2 separate regions of the Mus musculus genome follow, and region 1 is linked to region 2. Evidence: chromatin contacts called from public Hi-C data. All regions are on one chromosome and are shown on one strand. Each heading gives the region's core, a stretch centred on a gene start, on an enhancer-like site or on the middle of the called end of the contact. The rest is flanking DNA. Distances are from core to core; before and after follow the strand shown.

What was found. Hi-C and Micro-C count contacts between places; a contact is called where the count stands out from the background.
Region 1: a Hi-C map of pre-megakaryocyte-erythroid progenitors shows a contact between it and region 2, with 5 times the contacts expected there. The contact joins two enhancer-like sites. A contact is called at or near these places in 5 of 484 Hi-C or Micro-C datasets (B cells, Th1 cells, embryonic fibroblasts and 2 more) and 2 of 115 datasets of contacts at active chromatin or transcription factors (embryonic stem cells and pancreatic cancer cells).

Annotation. Positions count from the first base shown.
Region 1 is chr6:72,508,425-72,514,304 of GRCm38.p6, reverse strand. Sh2d6 (SH2 domain containing 6) reads left to right here. Exons shown (of 12, transcript NM_001374030.1): 12 at 264-664. The coding sequence ends at 380. Among named protein-coding and RNA genes, the nearest start is that of Sh2d6, 8.7 kb to the left of the region's middle. Within about 2 kb of position 1,659, at least 398 of the 459 cell types and tissues checked have an H3K27ac peak or open chromatin away from gene starts, as enhancers often do. A contact at or near this core is called in pancreatic cancer cells and pre-megakaryocyte-erythroid progenitors, where this site is marked.
Region 2 is chr6:72,275,163-72,281,390 of GRCm38.p6, reverse strand. No RefSeq gene overlaps it. Among named protein-coding and RNA genes, the nearest start is that of Gm30782, 23 kb to the right of the region's middle. Within about 2 kb of position 3,615, at least 82 of the 459 cell types and tissues checked have an H3K27ac peak or open chromatin away from gene starts, as enhancers often do. A contact at or near this core is called in pancreatic cancer cells and pre-megakaryocyte-erythroid progenitors, where this site is marked.

The DNA.
Region 1 (5,880 bases), core at 410-2,909, 230 kb before region 2:
GAGGCCACAGCCAAGGACCAGGCCTAAAGCAGTTCTCGCCCAGCTCTGGAAGCCCGAGGCTGGCCAATAGCATAGCATGCTGGTGCAGTGGCAGGCTCACAACCAGACAGCAGAGCGGCGTTTCAGTCTCATAGCGTGGGGGGAAGAAAAAATATCTAGAAAAATGCCAGCCAGCTCCCCTGCCAGGCCCTACAGTTGCCTTAGAAAGTTGTTGGCAGACTGAAGCCTAAGGGACCCACAGATGCCCTGCCTGCCTTATCCAGCTCTTCTCCTCTGTGGCCGCCATGGTTCAGCATTACACGAAGCACCCCCTGCCCCTTGTGGACGGACACAGTGGCAACCGGGGACTCACCTACCTGCGCTTCCCCACCAAGCCCTGAAGAAACAGCAGCACACAGATCCCCCTCAGGCACGTGATGTGTGCCCCATTCACTTTCTCTCCCACTTTAGGCTGTTTTCTTTTCCCTGCCTTCCTCCACCCCAAAAGCTCTGCAGGTTCAAACTGAGAGGCATGAAGATGGCCACCTGGGAGGCTGGCTTCCTCAGAGACACTGCCTCTCCTTAGACTGACTTCTTGTGTGTGGTTTGCATCTTCTGGGAGGAACTAGGTTCCCAGCACACAGTATACTTTCAATAAACATTTACTGACTGAATTCTCTCTTAATACCGCACACACACCTTTTTGAGTATTATAGTAGGTACAACTGTGTGTGATCACGTGCATGGGAGTGCCTATGTCCACAGAGGACAGACTCATCGGATACTCTGGAGCTGGAACGAGGGGGTCAGGAGGTGTAAGTTTCCAAAAGTAGGTGCTGGGAAGAGCAATAATGGTTGTATAGTCCCTGAGCTATCCCTACAGCATAGGGGAGGGATTCTAGAGTATGCTGAGAATAGCGGCCTTCCCCAGAAGGCCTTATACTTCCTGAGAGGAATGGAGTAATGTCGCTGTGTGGGTCTATTTCGTAGGCTAAACTGCAGAGGAAAGGGTTCGGGCTTTTGTTCTTCTAAATTCTTCTAAATTCTTTGCCAAGGAGAAGGGCCAGGCCAATAAACTGACCTTTGTTCATGCTTGCTGGTCGTGGGCAAGGAAGGGGGGAGGAGGCTCAAGGTTTCTGGAGGAGAGAGAGGCTGATGGTAAGCATTTGATGTCTAGCTTTATAGCGTTATAGGAAGGACCCCAGGAGACAGTCTGGATGAAAGCCTAGAGGATGAATAAAGGCGCTGGGAGCCTGGGCCAGTGGATGGTAGAGGCTCTGCGACCCAAAGCTGAGCTGCCTGGCAGGACGTGGGCCCAGCGGGAATAAGGGGCTCCGGGTTGGGCTGGCAGCCAGCAACCCACAGGCTGGCCCAGGGCGGGGGTGTCTCCGGGCCCTGGCGTGGAGCCTGGAACACCCCGTGCCGGAAGCACCACGTGACCATGACTCCGCAGAAGTCTCCAGCGGCCGGGAAACAAAGGGCAGCTCAGGGGCTGCCTGGCATGGGGGCTGGCACGGAGGGCACGGTTCCCACTGGTGCCATGCTGCACCCCAATACCTCTGGACCGTCTCCTGGGGAACCTAGAGTCTGGCGTGACCTGGAGGCTTGTGGGATGTCCGGGGCGGAAGCCAGGGCCTAGGGATCTGCTGGCGAGGAAGGGGGTGGGGCGGGCCACGTGGGCTGCGGGAGCGTGCACTGTCGCCTCCGTTCGTCATCACCCTCCGGCAGATTACCCTCCCTGAGCTGTAATAGATGGGAAGATAATTGTCCCTGCCCAATCATCGACCTCCGGTTAGGAGGCTTAAGTGAGGGCCTTCCTGCGTAAGAGGCGCATCATGAGCCACACTCTGGCTCCCTTCTCTTACACCAGCCCAGAATTCGGGTCAATTAACTGCTACTGATAAAGCCCAGCAGGATGCAGGCTCAAGCCAGGAGTCTGATCATGGACAGCACCTGCCCAGTGTTGCAGGAGTGGGGGGATCTCAGCCTGCGGAGGGTAGGGACTCTCTGCTGCCTGCCAGGCCTGTTAGCCTAGCATTTCTTTTTACCCCAGGCCACTTCTAGGCTCAAGCAGTGGAAATGGCCTCTCTCTCCTACCATTTCTCCAGGCACCTACGGACTTAGGATGTGGGCCACTGGCACTTTGGGGTGCCCTCATCTGCTTTGAAGACAGAAAAGCCTTTTCAGGCCTTTTAAATGAGTTCTGAACTCCCTTATCGGTAAACTAAGAGCGCTTTTGTTATTGGCTGCAAAGGTACTTCATGCTGGGGCAGGAGATAGGTAGTTCTTAGCTAGCCTGGTTTATATAGTGAGTTCCAGTCCACTTAGAACTGCGTACAAACAGTCTCAGAACAAACCCCCAATACATATTACAAAAGAAAAAAAAAAAAAAAGAGGTAACTTTCATTCATTGTTCCTGCAAGAATCAGGGAAACTGTCCAGGTAGTGTGGGCAGTACCTAATTATTAGAGCCCCCATGGCAGAAATGAGCATGATCCTTAGGACAGCAGGCCATCAAGGTGGTTGGTTCAGTGTGTGGGTCAGTTTCCTGCCAAGGCTGACACAGGGTGGAAGAAGAGAACCATCTTGGCTATGTTAGCCTCTGACCTCCACATGCTGCGGCCTCCTCCCACCGTAGAAAGACACTGAAAGAGAAAAGAGCAAGGCCCAGAACTGGCTTAGCACCTCCTTAGCTGACAGATGTGTATCCAGATGTCTTCTCTCCCTGGGACCCAACCCATTCTGGCCTTCCCCACCTTCCTCTCCCTCCTCCTAGCCTTGGTCCCTGCTACTTACCTTTCACCCACCCAGAACCAACCTGTCATCCCCATATCAGATAGTCAGGACAATGAAGACAGTTGGTGACAAGTGTTGAAAAATTCATTCTATCCCAAGTTCCTCAAAGCTGACAATATGGACTCATTTTAACATGCAAGTTCAAGCCAAGATTGTCTTAAAGCTCTATTTTTTTTTTTTTTTTAAATTCAAAGACAACAGTTTTATTACACTTTGAGGTTTTGGTTTCGTTTTGAGACAAGGTTTCATGTTGCCCAGGTTGGCATCAAACTTGCTGTGCAGCTAAGGATGACCTTGAACTCCTGACTCATCTGACTCCACCTTTTGAGCATTGAGATAATAGACATGGGTCACCATGGCCAGTTTGTTCCACACTGGGGACCAAGCATAGGGCTTCATAAATGTTGGGCAAGCACCCTACCAACTGAGCTACGTCACTAGCCAGTAGTTAATTCCTTTTGAGTAGATGAATGTGTACAGTTATAGCTGGCTGGCAACCATCCCATCTTTCCAGGCTTTTTGCCTTTCTAAATGTGAAGGAATAAAAATGGCAGGGGCAGGCCTGGAGGAACCTGGGAGGCCTGGTAAGGAGTGTGAGCATGGAGGGTATGAGCATTAGAGGACACAGGGGGAGCACTCCTCCAGTTTCCTACAGCAGAGATCAGTGAGCCAGCACAGATGCAGGGAGAGTGGGAGGCTTCGGGTATTTCTGTAATTCCATGGAGACGGAAGCCTTTGACTTTCCACTGCCGACCCTGCCAAGCACTCAACCACGTTTCCTGAGGTGAACAGGCCAGACTAGAAAATTCCAGGCAGGGTCATCTGCTGAGAGAACAAGTCCTTGAGAGATACTGTGCGTGACAGATACCAAATGGTTTGTTACTGAGGACCTGAAAGACTAGGTGAGCCCAGGAAGTATGCGGCTGGGGAGGATGTGAAAGCCATGGCCCAGGCCATAACACATCTGCTGGGTTCCCAGTGTGATCTAAGTTAACCATCCAGGCTTGCAGCTGACCTGAGAGGAACGTGTACAGAAGAGTCCAAGTGTGGCTGAGCCATGCATCCTCTGTGTAGCCCTGACCTCGGTCACCCCCTGCCTCCCCTCCCTCCTTGCTTATTCTAGGAATCAAACCCAGGGGCTTGTATATGCTAAACAGGCATCTAACACTGAGAGCTGTTTTTGCTGCGATGATTCTTGTTATTCTGCCCATACTAAGCTTGAATTTGCCATTCCCCTGCCTGGGCCTCCCAAGCAGTTGAGATTACAGGCATGCAGAGATTTCCCAATTAGAGTCTGGGTTATGTTGGCTTTATTTGTTTCTTTGCCATGCATCGATGAGAAGCCAACCCAGGGCCTGGTACATGCTTAGATAAGCACTGCACCACTGAGCTGCAGCTCCAGCCCTCCTCTTTGAAAACAGTCAGTGAAGCTGTGTGTGCTGACCCATGCCTATGATTCAGGAGCTCAAGAGGTAGAGGTAGGAAGAGCTTGAGTTTGTGGCCAGCCTCAGCTTTATGGTGGTGTGTGTGGAGGGGTATTAAAAAGAAGAGAGAGACAGCAGTGGAGCAACACCTTTAATCCCAGCACTGGGGAGGCAGAGGCAGGCAGATCTTTGAGTTTGAGGCCAGCCTGGTCTACAGGGCAAGTAGCAAGACAACCAGGCTACACAGGAAAATTGTGTTTCAAAAAATAAACAAAAGAAGAGTGAAAAAAAGAAAAAGAAAACAGAGCCGGGCATGGTGGTGCACACCTTTAATCCCAGCACTCAGGAGGCAGAGGAAGACGGATTTCTGAGTTTGAGGCCAGTCTGGTCTACAAAGTGAGTTCCAGGACAGCCAGGCCTACACAGAGAAACCCCGTCTTGAAAAACAAAACAAAACAAAAAAGAATACAGTGAATGCCTGTTTAGGGTTGGTGTGAGAAGGAAAAAAAGTAATATTTAATTATGTTTAACTATATATGTGTGTGTGTGTGTGTGTGTGTGTGTGTGTGTGTGTGTGTGTGTGTGTAAAATAAGCTGATACATGCTATCAGCCAAATGATTAATACCTAGTAATAATTATAGCTATAAATAGGCAAAGCCTGGTTGTGATCATCTCTCTCTGTGGCCCATGAAAACTTTAGGTAGATATATCATAATTATTGTTTCTACTGGCTACTGTCATTCTTTTTCTGATAAGACAACATACACAGACACACACACAGAGACACACACACACAGACACAGACACACACACACACTTGGGAATCAGAAGGCAGGTAAACTTCAGAGAGTTCAAGACCACCCCGGTCTACATGGTGCTTTTTCCTTAATGCCCTCCCAGATGTGAGCTACAGATTTCCATTAATACACATTTATCTATCTATTGAAAGGAGAACGTATTAGGTGGATGCACAGGGAACTGCATCTTTTTGAAGGGCAGGGAGGGGGAGTGGAGAAAAGCCTGGAACGACTCAGGTAAGAGGCCAGGATGCCGGGGCAAGCTCTGGGCCTGAGCCTGAGGGCTTCGGAGGCCTCTGTTTCCACTGGACATACCCCTGTGAGGCACTGCTGCAGGATCAACTTGGAAATGTTCAGAGCCCGAGCAGAACCACATTCCAGATCCTTAGGTGGTTTTGTTCTGCTTCAGGGAGGAGTAAATCTAATAGGAAACAGTGAGCAGATGTGTTTGCAAGCACAAAAGGCTTCTAGTGCTGGAGACAGGCTGAGCTCACCCACCCCAGGCCTTGCATCAGCTACAGGGATGACTGCCAGGCTTGGAAATTAAGGCAGAAGGCTCCCAGGAGCCTCCCTGCCTTGCCTCTTGCTCTCAGTGAGAGGGAAGCAAAAAGGAGCAGAGAAGTCAGGGTCTCTTTAGCCAGTCCATTTCCAAGTCACTCACATGCCGAGTTCTCGGGAACCCAGGCAGCAAACAGCCTGCGTGATCACACAGGCTGAGATCTCACGTCAGAAGCCTCTACTCCTAAAGCCAGAGATGCCTCTTAGGCTGAGCGGGGAACGTTGAGGCAGGCTCCTCCCTAGCTCATGGCAGCACACGGTTGTTATTCTGTTGTTTGATAGAGATACTAAGGGCTGGGCATGTAGCTTGAGGATAAAATGCTTG
Region 2 (6,228 bases), core at 2,366-4,865:
AACAGATATACATGTAGGCAAAATATCAATGCACATAAAATAAAAATAAATTAAAAACCTTAAATTAAAAAATATATTTATTATATTTATTTGTGTGTGTGTGTGTGTGTGTGTACTCACAAGCATGAATGCGCCACAGTTCATGGATGTCAGAGGACAACTTGTGAGAGTTGTTAGATTTGGAGGTTTGGTGGCAAGTGTCTTTATCTGCTGAGCCTCTTTGCCAATCCCCCATGAAAACTTGATCTCAAATATCATTCTTTCTGTTTGAGACAGAATCACACACAGTTTGATCATCATAGGTTTCTGCTGATCAAGTCTGGGAGAATTAGAGTTACAAATAATTAACAACTGTAGCAGATAATGATTTGGAATCAGACTAGTATCGGTTTCCCCACACTGGCATATGCAAAGAGTTGAATAAGCCAACAAAGGAAGAAGGATACTCTTTCTTCCCTAGAAGTCTACCTGGTCAAGGGAAAAGGAACACTGAAAATAGAAAACCCAGCTTTTGGCTACTGCAATGTGGTGTGATGTAATGTAGAGTGATGTAGTGCAATGTAATGTAATGGTTAGAGGCTCATTCCTGGAGCTGAAAGTAGTGGTGGGGATAGTACAGACGAAAGACATTGCACATTCTCAAAATGCCTCTTCACACAACATGTTACTTTCAAAGGAGAAACAGGGACTTTGCTTGCAACCCATCCCTTGGGCGCCACCTAATCCAAGTACTTATCTCTCTGTCATCAGGAGCTGAGGCAGCTGCCTGCCCCCGTGCTGGGATGACTGAGGACACAATGTCTCCTCAGTAGTGTTCTTGCCCAACGTACAGACCTACAATCTAATCGTGAAAAATACCAGACACACCTCACATTTGCAAAATATGAGGAGCGTTCTGCAAAGTAACTGGCCATTGCTCTTCAAAAATGTCACAATCATGACAGGCGGGAGTGAAGAAACTGTCTCAGATCACTGGAGGCTACAGAGACAAGCCAGCGCCAGCTGAGATCCTGGGTTGGAAAAAGAACATCAGTGTGACAATTGATGCACTGTAATTAGTATCTGGAGCTAAGTTAACAGTGTTCTACTCCTTTTTCATACTTCAGTTTTGCTGATTAAGCTGTGTCTATATAAGATGTTAGCGTTGAGGGCTGGGGCTTAGGGGCTGAACCTGGCTTGCCCAAGTCTCTAGGTACAATCTCTAGCACAAGGAGAAACATCGTTAACATTTGGGAAAGTGGTCCTGCTGGGGCCCAGGGCTCTTCCACTGAACTACAACCGCAGCACCTCACCCCATGTATTTCTGATTTTTTAAAAGGTTGTTTCTTTTCACATTTATTTTCTTTTCTGTGTAGGGTGTTTTGTTTGCATATAATTCTGTGCACCATGTGTGTGCAGTGCTCTTAAATCTCCCGAAACTGGGGTTAAAAGATGGCTGTGAGCCATTCTGTCGGTGCTGGGAATTGAACCCAGGACCTCTGGAAGAGCAGCCAGTGCTCTCAACCATTGAACCAGCCCCATGTGTGATGTCTTTTAATGTTTGTAATTATTGAAAATGGAAAAATATTAAGAGCAAGCATACATATAGATGTCCTTTAAAAGATACTGTGTGAAGCTGGGGTTGTAGCTCAGTCGGTAAAGTGCTTGCCCTCGAGCCGTAGGTGTAATCGGGAGTTCACAGACCTGGGCGTGGCAGCACATGCCTGATATCCCAGCACTCAGGAGGCGAAGGAAGTATCAGAAGCTCAAGATTATCTTAAAATAAAACCCCAAACCAAACCAAATATTACAATAACAATAACAAAAGACCACACCAGAATAGTGTGTGTGTGCGCATATGTGTGTGTGTGTGTGGGGGGGGGCATAATTACAAAGTAAGCTATGTCTTAATTACTGAAGCTCAGACCCCTTAAACATCAGTTTAGAGTTTCTACTCTTCTCTCCCATCTTCATAGCTAATGAAAAACACCTAATGTTGACCTTTATCACAACTCAAGGTAGAAAAGAGGGAAATATTTGGTTATGCACTCGGTAAGTCAGATAATGAAGGCCCATTTGATCTTTGGACTGAAGAGCAGAACACACATTATGTGGATTAAATTTGTCCTAGTTCTGGAATCTTCTGACCATAATAGAAAAAAAAGAAGAAGAAGAAGAAGAAGAAGCAGCAGCAGCAGCAGCAGCTCTGGCTTCTATTTCTACTTTTCGGGGATCTGAAAAGCCTGGTCTTAAGGGCCACAGGCATTAACTTCCTGTTGTCACAGGCTGGTCCCCCAGTGCTATCGTTCCAGGGACTAGTGTCCATAGCTCTCGATCAGGCTATGTCAGCTAACAGGGGTCCTACTGCTTTAGTGGCTAACTAGCCCTTTTAGACAGAGGGAATCACCAAGGAACTCTCTGGCTTCCAAATCCTGCAGTTTAAGTTAGGCACAGGCTCTGACCACAAATAGCTGCTTCCAGAGTCTGGGTTTGAGATGACAAGAATCAGAACAAGGTGCTGGACTGAGCTGGGGGCACTGAGAGGCAGTCCCCGAGTCTGTCTGTCTGTCTGTCTGTCTGTCTGTCTCTATTTTCACCTCTGTCTCTCTGTCTGTCTTTGTCTCTCTGTCTGTCTCTGTCTCTTTCTGTGCATGTGCTAAAGTTTGGACCCCTAGCCTTGTACATGCTAGGCAAGTATACTACCACCAAGCTTCATCTCCAGTCCTGTTCCCCACTTAGAGTTTGGTACAAATATTCACTGAAACCTGGAGTAGAGCCGTGCTCTGGAGGCCATTCCTCCCTAGGTTTCTATTTCCAGAGCTGCAGATGTCCTTGGAGGGCACTGGCACCTGTGCCCCTGCATCCTGCTCACCTAAGCAAGTTGTTTTAGGTTGGAGGTTCTCTTCTTCCCTCCTTCCTTCTCTCCTTCCCTTCTTCCCTTTCTTTCTTCCTTTGACTGGGTCTCGTGTATCTCAGGCTTCAAGCTCACTATGTAGCTGAGGCTGACCTTGAACCTCTGACTCTCTTGCCTCCACTTCCTGAGTGCTAAGATTGTAGGCTTGTACCACCGTGCCCAGCCTACTTGGAGATTCCAACTTAATGATATTTCCCCCTTCTAGACAAAGTCAATCCTGGGGCACCTGAGACCCCCTCTTGCTGCTGTGATGTACCCCACTTGATCCCTGAGAGGAAACAAGTCCTAAGAAAGTATAGAATAGAAACATGAACAGAGACAAACCTCAAGGACAATGTCTGAGAGTTCTTACACACACACACACACACACACACACACACACACACACACACACACACACACACACACCCTTAGTACTTAGAAGTACATAGGATAGGCACCAGGGACCGGCCCAGGAATCCCATCCTGGCTGAGTGACTCTAAACTGGAGCCTGCTTTCTCGGGACTTTGGTGATCTGAACCCTGAAAGAGATGGAAGCTGAGGAGTTCTTTCTGGGCTTTCTGCTTCTGGCTGGCTCCTCCATTTTGTGGCACCAGGAGCCCTCTGACAGAGGCAGAAGGAAGCCAGGCCCATTTCTGGAGGACTTGAAGGTGTTTGCTCTTGGCTGTGGCTCTAGGGAGAAATTGTCTTTTCACTGTCTGCAATTAGGGCTGAGTCAGACATGAACTAGCCATGTGTTAAAATAAGCGCCGGTGTTTCTGAGAAGGGAAGTCCCAGAGCCGGCCAGGCCGGGATTAGCTGCTGATAAGGGGCCTGGCATTGTTCTATCCGTCCCCTGAGACCCACACCACATCCTAGAAGAGAAGCCAGGTCCCTTGGCTGGGACAGTTGTGGGCAGAGCTGGAAGGCTTGTCCTGCAGGCCATCTGTGGCTGTGGCTGCGGCTGTGCGGAGTCAGGGCAGCACAATGGTCAGGCATAGAACTTACCCTGGGTGCAACTTTGCTGTTGTAGCCTGGGCCCTGTCTTGTCACGTAGACAATTCTTACTCCTAGACCAGCATAGAGGCAAGTGGAGACCATGAGTCAACCAGCCATGTGTAAGTCCAGCAACCCAGGCCAGCCACATCCCTAACCCCAAGGTCAAAGCAAGAGCCAAGGAATGGGGAGGGAGAGGGAGACCTCTCCAGTTTAGACTCTTCAGTCTTAAGAAACAAAGGCGACAGGAATGTGAGGAAACCACTGTTTACATGGTTCTCATGAGTGGTCCACTCAAACGTGTCCTAACGCACTTCTGGACTGAGCGCGGAGGGGGCGGTGTGCTGAGGTGGGAACCGGAGATGGGGGTGGAGGACTCCGTGTTCTTGGGAAGTTGTGCGGAGGAGGCCAGCTCTTTCCCCTTCGGCTGCTCTGAGCTTCAGTGGGGGCCCGAGGAGGAGGGCAGAAAGGGTCCTGGTGGAACAACAAGGGCCTGGATTACGTTTCCAGCCAGGAAGGTGGGTAGGAGGGCAGTGAGCATCGAGGTTGGTTGAGGGCAGGTGACCACCCGGGGAGTCTGGGGGTAGAAGGACTTGGAGAGAGATGCATGGAACCAGAGAGTAAGGTTTTGAACCCAGCTCCCAGCAGGCGAAGATATTCCTTGGAAATAAAGTTGTCCATTTTGATCACCCCCATCCATGACCCCAATGCTGCCTCTTCACAAGGCTGCATTAAGCTTTTCAAGGCCTTCTGGAAACAGAACGTGCTCCCAGCTACACAGAGATCCTCCCTCTCAGTCCTCGATTCTAGGGAATAAATGTGACTGGCCCCGAGAGCCACAGGCTTGGCCAGCTGACGCAAGCCCACAGGAACAAGGGTAACCCTTCTAGCTCCTCGGTGGCCGAAGCAGTTTTTACAGCCCAAAGAGGCAAAATGGGAACTAAGGGTTGAGAGTGGGCAAGGAAACCACCTCAGGGAGAGAGAGCAGGGGAGGACTGGAGTTACCGTCTCCGGACAGAGCATGCCCACATCCAAAGCTTTTTCAAATGATCCAAACTCCTGGCTTGAGAGGTGGCTCAGGGGTTAAGAGCACCCGCTGCTCTTGCAGAGGGCCCAGGTTTGATTCTCAGCCCCTAACCGGCAGCTCATGAACACCCAAGACTCCAATTTCAGATCTGATACCCTCTTCTGGCCGCCTTGGGCACTGCATGCATGTGATGCATAAATATGTACGCAGACAAAACACTCCTACATAAAAGTGTACTGGAATTTGTGTGTAATCCCAGCACTTGGGAAGTTGGGGCAAGAGGATCAGGATTTGGCTACATACCAAGTTTGAGTTTGTGCTACATGAGATGCTGCCTCAAAACAACAATAACAACAACAACATAAGACAAGCAAATAAATAGAATTCCAATGAAGACACTCTACAATCTATTTGCCAACAATTAATATAGAAAAATGTCTAACTCCTTTAGGAGGCCATTTTAAAGATTTTACTTCTCTCTCTCTCTCTATGTATGTATGTATGTATGTATGTATGTGTGCCCGTACGTGTGTAGGGTGGAGTCTGATGCTGGGTCCCATCTTCCACTGGCCTAGCTAGTTTTATGTCAACTGAAGCCATTTGTGAAGAGGGAACCTCAGTTGATAAAATGTCCTCTCCACACTGGCCTGTGGGCAAGTCTGTGGGGCATTTTCTTGACTGATGATTGATGTGGGGAGGCTCAGCTCACTGGAGATGGTGCCAACCCTGGGCCCATGGTCCTGGGCCCAATAGGAAAGCAGGCTGAATGAGCCACGAGGAGCAAGCCAGGAAGCAGCCGTCCTCTGTGGTCTCTGCGTCAGTTCCTGCCTTAGGTTCTAGCCCTGATGAATGATAATTAGGACGCAGAAGCTGAAATAAACCCTTTCCTCCCCAAGTTGCTTTTGGTCATGTGTCTTCTCACAGCTATGAGAACCCTGACTAAGATACCTACCTAATCAATGAGGTGGGGTTTCCAGTCAGACCCAGGGCTTTGAAGATATAATTTGTCTTACCCGCCATCTTGTCTGGGGGTCCCCAACCTGCCTTTGGAGGCTAGAATTATAGGCAGGTTGCTACAGACACTCAGAATTGGCACTGAGTACCCAAACTCTGGCCCTCAGACATATATGGCAAGTGTTTTAAGCACTGAGCCATCCTCCTGGCCTTGAAGCGGGGCATTGAAGAGCAACATTTTGGTTCTCTAAGCCATTGACACCAAACTCTCAGCGATGGCACATAAACGCCCTGGTTATCCCACACACAATGTTGATCTGGGGATAGACATCAGCCTTTCACACACACCCCACCCCACCCCTCCATTACAGACCTATT